2 separate regions of the Macaca mulatta genome follow, and region 1 is linked to region 2. The links are chromatin contacts, called in public Hi-C maps. All regions are on one chromosome and are shown on one strand. The core of a region is the stretch at or near the end of the contact, and the rest is flanking DNA. Distances in the headings are between cores, read along the strand shown.

The links. Hi-C and Micro-C count contacts between places; a contact is called where the count stands out from the background.
Region 1: a Hi-C map of liver shows a contact between it and region 2, with 4 times the contacts expected there. The contact joins the promoter of C1GALT1C1 here to the promoter of CUL4B in region 2. A contact is called at or near these places in 2 of 14 Hi-C or Micro-C datasets (blood and liver).

The regions. Positions count from the first base shown.
Region 1 is chrX:127,032,955-127,036,919 of T2T-MMU8v2.0, forward strand. C1GALT1C1 (C1GALT1 specific chaperone 1) reads right to left here and starts at 1,739. Exons shown (of 2, transcript NM_001260840.2): 1 at 1,611-1,739.
Region 2 is chrX:126,960,673-126,964,371 of T2T-MMU8v2.0, forward strand. CUL4B (cullin 4B) reads right to left here and starts at 1,725. Exons shown (of 21, transcript XM_028842453.2): 1 at 1,460-1,725; 2 at 167-709. The coding sequence starts at 1,487. LOC144338816 (a long non-coding RNA gene) reads left to right here and starts at 933. Exons shown (of 2, transcript XR_013413208.1): 1 at 933-3,356.

The DNA.
Region 1 (3,965 bases), core at 489-2,988, 72 kb after region 2:
TGATATTAAATACACTTGTTCAAAAAAATTGTATGTTAACCATTTATTCTAGTAAAGGCTGAATTTTCCAATCTTCCCTCCATCTTCAGAAAAAAGCGATCTATTGAGCTACTTAGATTTCCCTGTTTTCTCTTATGGTTGAAAGGAGCCTTAGAAAGCTACCCAATGTCAGTCACTTCTCTCATTTTACAGAGAGAAAATGGAAGTCCACAGAGGTTAAGTAACTGATTCAGTCACACAGTCAGACAGTGGTAGAAGTGGATTAGAAACCACATTTCTCGAATCAGTTTAATGTTTTTTTCCATTACAGAATAATTGCCATAGTGCTTCTACCACATTAGAGTTTGATAAATGGGTTACTGAATATCCTTGTTTTCATACAAATGGAAAAAAAGTGGGATCTGTTGACCATAACTGATGTTTTGCACCCAACAGCACCATATTGTTACAAGGAAACCACTCCTATGGTTTTCTTCTAGAGGAAATGGAATTTTGACTTTACCAGAAAGACAAGGTGTGGAATAGTTTGGCAGATGTAATTTCTGAGTGGTGGGTGGCGCAAGAGGCAGGAAGGCTTTCCTCTGTCACTCACAGAACTTGGTCAATAAACACAGTTCTAAGAAGAGAAGTGACAGAAAACAAGCGCTGCATAATATTAGAATTGTCGGCTGTGCACGGTGGCTCACGCCTGTAATCCCAACACTTTGGGAGGCCGAGGCGGGTGGATCACCTGAGGTCAGGAGTTCAAGACCAGCCTGGCTAACATGGTGAGACCCTGTCTCTACTAAAAATACAAAAATTAGCCGGGCATGGTGACATATGACTGTAATCCCAGCTACTCAGGAGGCTGAATCGCTTGAACCCGGGAGATGGAGGTTGCAGTAAGCCAAGATCGCGCCACAGCACTCCAGCCTGGGCGACAAGAGCGAGACTCTGTCTCAAAACAAACAAACAAACAATTTGTCAGGTGCACCCTAAAATTAATTTATATAGGATTTTTGTATTTCATGTCACGCAGTTTTCATTATTTCTGGCCAATACATAATTCACACAGTTTCTTTGCTCAATTATGTTATATGTGTCAGAATTCTTCCTGATGGCGATCCTACTCCTGGCTGCAAAAATAGGGATCAAAACTCAGTAAGTCTACACATTTTTAAACACAATAATTTGCAAAAATTATCCTAAGGAGATTTTTTTCCCCATCAGAGAGGCAAAAAATGTAACAGTAGGGATGCATATGATAGAATACTTTGTGCAGAAAGAAATTTAAAACTGCACACGAGCACAAATGAAACTGAAACTACCCCAATGGTTTTTAGAGGAACCTTTTTGGGTGAAGGTAGTTGAGGTGAAGTACGGAAAAGGAAGACGAAATAGGGAAGAAAAGTGAGAGGGAGGACATGGTAACCTAGAGATCCCTCTGAAGGACCAAGAGAGCGCCCCCAGGAAGAAGGCTCTCGGTCTCCTGTGCTGACAAGCCTCCCGCTGCACCTGCCCAAGCATCCCGCGTGGAGCATGCTGGGAGAGGGCTGGGGCCCAGGCCTCCCCCAAGAGACGGAGGGGAGTCAGGGTGCGCTCGGGGTGGGGGTCAAGGCCCCGCCACTCACCCGCGTCTAGAACGGCTTAGGGGCAGGAAAGCGCAGCCGCGCACGGGTTTCCTCTCACGTTGGCGCGCCACTCGGTTGCGCTCCTGGCCGGGATGCTCTAGCCGCAGGCGGTGTCCTCTCGTTGGTCTCGCTTAAGGTGGGGAGGGCCAGGAAACGGGCGCCGCGAAGGCGGGGCAAAGGAGCCCGCGGCTGGGCGGAGCCGTCCGTTTGCCCGCCCGCTCAGGCGTCGGAAGGGCCGGCGCGCAGGCTGCGCGCACATTGCGCGCACACTGCGTGCCCTTTCTCCCCGCCCCCTACCGAGTTCAGAGACGTGCTTTAGGCCTACGTGACCCGTACGCTCCCCTTTACCCAACGGGACGCCCAGAGAGGAGGCCGTGCGTACGACTCGCTGACACCTCCTACTTCACCTTCCTGGCATGGAAATTGCGAGAGCGAGAGATTCTTGCTCCCAGTGTCGCTTGTTATCAGACCTCTTGATGGTTTCTCTGATGTACCCCTGCGTCGTTGAACCCTCATATTGCCCACTCCCCTAGTACTCCTGGGCTGAGACCAAAACGCAGGCCACTGAAATAGTCGTGCAATTATGGCATCAAGGGTTTCTTATGATTACTGGAATGAGATCTGAAGCCCCACTGCCTGGAATCCAATCCTGTCTTCACCACACCTTTTGATATTCTGGGAAAGTTACTTCACCTCGCTGTGCCTCAGTTCCCTCATTTGTAAAGTACAGAAAATATCACAGTAGTGCCTATTTCATAGAAAATTAGATGAGATAGTGCATATGACTCCGTTAGCAAAATTTCAGGCCTAGAGTAAGCGTTTACTAAAAAGTACTGGCTGTTAGTATTCACCCCAGTATTTCTAGTACTTAACCACAGTGCCAGCACGCAGTGGTCAGTAAATATTAGTGGAATTAATGAATAGTAGAACTACAGCTGAGGAACCAGGCCTAAAAAGGATAAGGAAATTTCAAAAGGCCACACAGCAAGTTAATGGCAGAGGTGTGACTGGAATCCAGGTCTCTCTCTTTTTTTTTTTGAGACGGAGTTTCGCTCTTGTTGCCCGGGTTGGAGTGCAATGGCGCGATCTTGGCTCAGTGCAACCTCTGCCTCCCGGGTTCAAGCGATTCTTCTACCTCAGCCTCCTTAGTAGCTGGGATTACAGGAGCCCGCCACCACGCCCGGCTAATTTTTGTATTATTAGTAGAGACAGGGTTGGCCAGGCTGGTCTTGAATTCCTGACCTCAGGTGATCCACCCGCCTCGGCCTCCCAAAGTGCTGGGATTACAGGCGTGAGCCACTACACCTGGCCCTCAGGTCTTCTAATTAGGAGTGCAGAGCTCTCTTTCCACAAAATATTTGATGTGATGTGTCTTTTTTTCTTCTTCTTCTTCTTTTTTTTTTTTTTTGGAGACCGAGTTTCTTCGCTCTTTTTGCCCAGGCTGGAGTGCAATGGCGGGATCTCGGTTCACTGCAGCCTCCGTCTCCCGGTTTCAAGTGATTCTCCTGCCTCAGCCTCTCGAGTGGCTAGGATTACAGGCATGCGCCACTATGTCCGGTTAATTTTTTTTGTTTTTAGTAGAGACGGGGTTTCCGCCATGTTGGCCAGGCTGGTCTCGAACTCCTGACCTCAGTTGTTCCACCTGCCTCGGCTTTCCACAGTGCTGGGATTACAGGTGTGAGCCACCGATCTGTCTTTTAAAATTCATTTTTGGCCAGGTGCAGTGGTTCACGCCTATAATCCCAACACTTTGGGAGGCCGAGACGGGTGGATCACCTGAGGTCAGGAGATCGAGACCAGCCTGGCCAACCCCGTCTGTACTAATAATACAAAAATTAGTTGGGCTTGGTGGCGCACGCTTGTAATCCCAGCTACTCCGGAGGCTGAGGCAGGAGACTTGCTTGAAACCGGGAGGCGGAGATTGCAGTGAGCTGAGATTGTGCCACTGCACTCCAGCCTGGGTGACAGAATGAGACTCCGTCATAAAATAAAAAAAAAAAAAAATAAAAAAAAAATTGACACAAGATGCTCTGAAACAGAATAAACCATGGGATTTTCAACATCAAAAGCGCTGTTAATGAGAAATTTTCTAAGAACCCAGTTCTTTGCTTGACAAATAACTTAAATATACTTAGCATTTTAAATAAAGTTAGTGAGATGATTGACTTATGATTTTTTTTTTTTTTTTTTTTTTTTTTGAGACAGAGTCTCACTCTGTCACCCAGGCTGGAGTGCAGTGGTGTGATCTTGGCTCACTGCAACCTCCATCTCCCAGGTTCAAGCAATTCTCCTGTCTCAGCCTCCCAAGCAGCTGGGACTACAGGCGCATGCCACCACACCTAGCTAATTTTTGTA
Region 2 (3,699 bases), core at 475-2,974:
CGGAAAATGAACCCTCCACCAAAAAAGGACCTCCCCTCCACCTCATTGATTATGCATAAAACATTAGGCCACCTCCAAACTGTTTAATATATTAACATAAATAGAGCACGTGACCCCTCGAGTGTCAAATCCTTATTAGGTGATTATGGATTTTGGCCTTGGTTACCTTTAAAGTTCTTGATCACTAACTTCTTAGCAGAGCCAGGCTTGCTGTTAGCAAAGCTAGAGACGGTGGTAGAAGATTTGGCTAGGCCGTTTGCATGATGCACCGAAGCCACAGAAGAGATTAATATACTCTTATTTTTAAGTTGCTGCTGCTGAGATGTTGCAGCAGTTGGTGAAGATGAGGAGGAGGAGGAGGAGGATTCCTCAGCCATCTTCGCATCAAACCCTACAAACTCCAGGGTGTCTTCAAAACGCAGCTTCTTCTGTATCGGTACGTGGCTGGAAGCAGCCACTGAAACCCCCAGGCAGAAGGACGAGGTTGAAGGGGATGCCGAATCCCTGGGTTGTAAAGGAGGAGTGGAAGAGGAGGAAGAGGTGGAATCAAAGTCTTCTCTCTCGTTACTACTGTTACTGCTGCTACTGCTGCTGCTGTTTAACTTTCTCTTCTTGGCAGAGGTGGGCGGAGTGGTGCTGGTATTACCATCAGTGGCAGATCTGACCTCCTGAGCAGCAGCAGCAGCTGAGGGACTGGGGGAAGAAAAACCTGTTGGAAACATGAAAATAGCGGGGTCAACAGGCAGAGGAGCATCAAAAACCTACGTTTATATGCCTGCGTGCGTGTAGGAGAGAAGGTGGCAATGCTAGAGGGGGAAGGGAAGAAAGAAGAGAGGAGAAACACAGAGGACGAGAAGGAAAGTGAAGGCGGGGGGGGGCTACACCGGGGGAATGGGAGGGTTTGGGAAGGCGGATAGGCTGACACCAGGAGTGAGCAGAACGAGGGGGGAGAGCGAATGAGGAGGCAGACAGGTAAACGGCCGTGCCGTCCCCCTCCCCTGCTTTTCGATCTCTCTCCCCCCCTTTCTGCAGGAGCGACTCAGCGAGTCTGTGAGGCTGCAGCTCCTCCTCCTTTTCTCCCTCTCCCTGGGAGGGGAGAGGCTGTGGTTGGGGGAAAGGGGGAGGGGGAAAGAACCAGGGCTTGTTATTGTCAATAGCACAAGAGGCTAAAGATGGCGCCATTTCCGGTCACGCGGCACCGAGGGAGGGGCGGTGCCAACCTCAGGGATTGGGGGTGAGGGAAGCGCTGCAGCCGCCCGGGGGGCGGGTGAGCTCGCGCGTGAGGGGGCGGCTGGGAAGGGGCGGCTAAAGTGCCCCAGACGCTCGCGCTAGTTCGCTCCGGCTCCCGCTCTCCTTCGCGCTCCCCCTTCCTGGCAGCGCCTTCCTTCCCTGGCCCACCGGGGACTCCCACTCGCTCCTTAACGGTCCCGCGGGAAGCTCCGCGCCGCAGCGCCCTTACCGGAAGTGACTGGGCAGACACTTTTCATAGCGCCCAGATCCCGAAGCCCCCAGGCCCGCAGGACTTGAGTTGGGGGGGGAAGGGGGGAGGGAGAAATTGGGGGGAAGAAAGGTGGATGGGAGGAGGGGGCGGGCCTTCGAGACACCTTCGGAGCTCCTGATTGGAGCTTTCTGAAGGCGAGGGGGTGGGGGGGGGGTGGCGGGAGGAACGGGGAGGAGCGGGAAGGAGCCTCGGGGAGGGAAGGTAGTGACGGCGAGGGGCGGAGTGAGCTAGCTGGGAAAACGGAGGAGGAGGAAGAGGAGGAGAGAGGGAGGGACGAAATAAAATGTAAAGGTCCGGGAGAATGGAAACTTTGAAAGAGATAAAGGAATAAGGAGTGGTTGCAAGGCTAGGGGAGTAACCCTAAATAGAGGAAAACATAATCATGCTATTATGCCCGTTACTGGAGAGGAATGTCCCGATGTTAAGATAGGAAAGGAGAAGAAAACGAGCTAAGATAGGAAGAAAAGGACTTTTTGATTCGGTGCCGCTATAAATTGTTTCTCTTTTATCTCAAGGCACCACAGACCCAAGGCTGAATAAGGCCTGAGTTTTGATGCCTTTCTCTTTCATGTAGCTGTAAATCCTTTTATCTTCCTACCAGGAGCATTTTCTAAGCTGGCTGGCCAAATTAAGGGTGTATTCTAAGGCGAAGAAATAGAAAGGTAACTAACCCCTCACCCACTGAGCACTGTGCCCAGGACCGTCCTAACCCCCACTCTATCAGTCCTTAACTCAGTAATTTATAGACCAAAGCTAAGACCCACTTCCTTCTTTTGCCAAATCTCAGCTTACACGCTGTCCCAAAGGAGACATTTTAGAACAATATTGGCAAAAGTTAATGTTTTCTACCAATGTGTTTCATGAGCCCCCGCTTTACATTTGATGACTGATTTTAAAAATCTTTAAATTTAGTTAAATTAGCAACAATCAACCTTGTAAATTCCCTGTTGGGAGTTTTTACTTAACCTTGGGGCATTCTCAGAGGGAGGTAACACAATGTCAAATAGAACTAAATTTGCCAACCTGTTGATCATTCTAACTGCAAAAGCATTCAGTGAGCATGTATGGTAAGACACTATGCAAGGTCTCTGCCCTTGAGAAGCCAGTAAGGGAAGATAGTTTCAAAACTAATTTCCATAACAATACTATGACAGATATACAAAGTGCTGTCAGAAGAGGCAAAACAAGAAATTTGGGGGAAATCTGGAATAGGAATAGTTTTACAGAGATTGTGTTTATGCTGTGCCTCAAAGTGGGAGTTGCCAAAAAGACAAGAGGGAACAGGATGAAAGGCATTTTGGGGAATGGAAACAAGGGCAAAGCAAGGAGTGAAAGGGCCTGGCCTGTTTATGGAAACATGGAAAGTGCAGTGAGGCTGGGAAGTAGGATGTCTAGCTGGGAGTAAGGAAGATGAGGCTCAAAAGGGCCTGGCACACCAAGCCAAGAATTTGGAGTCTACTCTGTAGGCAATCATAGATAGCAGGGAGACAATCCAGCAAGCAGAGCTTTTACAAACCAGGAGTGACAGGATTGTGAGTGGAGTAAAAGCAGCTTGTATGGTATAGCTTGTGATAGGTGAATCAGAACCCTGCAAATAAATAACTTTCTAACTTTGTTTAAACAGGCCTACTTGTTTTTGTGTCTTGAAAAGTCCCTGATTAAAATGCAAATCAACCTTTGGCATTATTAAACGATATCATTGCTATTTGATGACAGCCTGCTGAAAGCAAGGCTCTAATGGAACTTAGAACCCAAGGCCCCTGAGAAGGGAGACAGGGGCCTGAAAAGGGACAGATGGAAGCACTCCTATCTGTTTTGAATATACCACATAGGTTTTTTGGTTTGGTTTGGTTTGGTTTTGGAGACAGAATCTTGCTGTGTCGCCCAGGCTGGAGTGCAGTGGTGTAATCTTGGCTCACTGCAACCTCTGCCTCCTGGGTTCAAGCGATTCTTGTGCGTCAGCCTCCTTGAGTACCTGGGACTACAGGCGCATATCAGTATGCCTGCTAATTGTTTTGTATTTTTAGTAGAGTCAGGGTTTTGCCATGTTGGCCAGGCTGGTCTCAAACTCCTGGCCTCAAGTGATCTGCTGCCTCAGCCTCCCAAAGTGCTGGGCCTACCATATAGTTCTTGCTGCCCAAATAGAAACAGTAAACTCTTAAGGCCAGGAAAGATGCCTTAAAACATTGAGTTTTCCT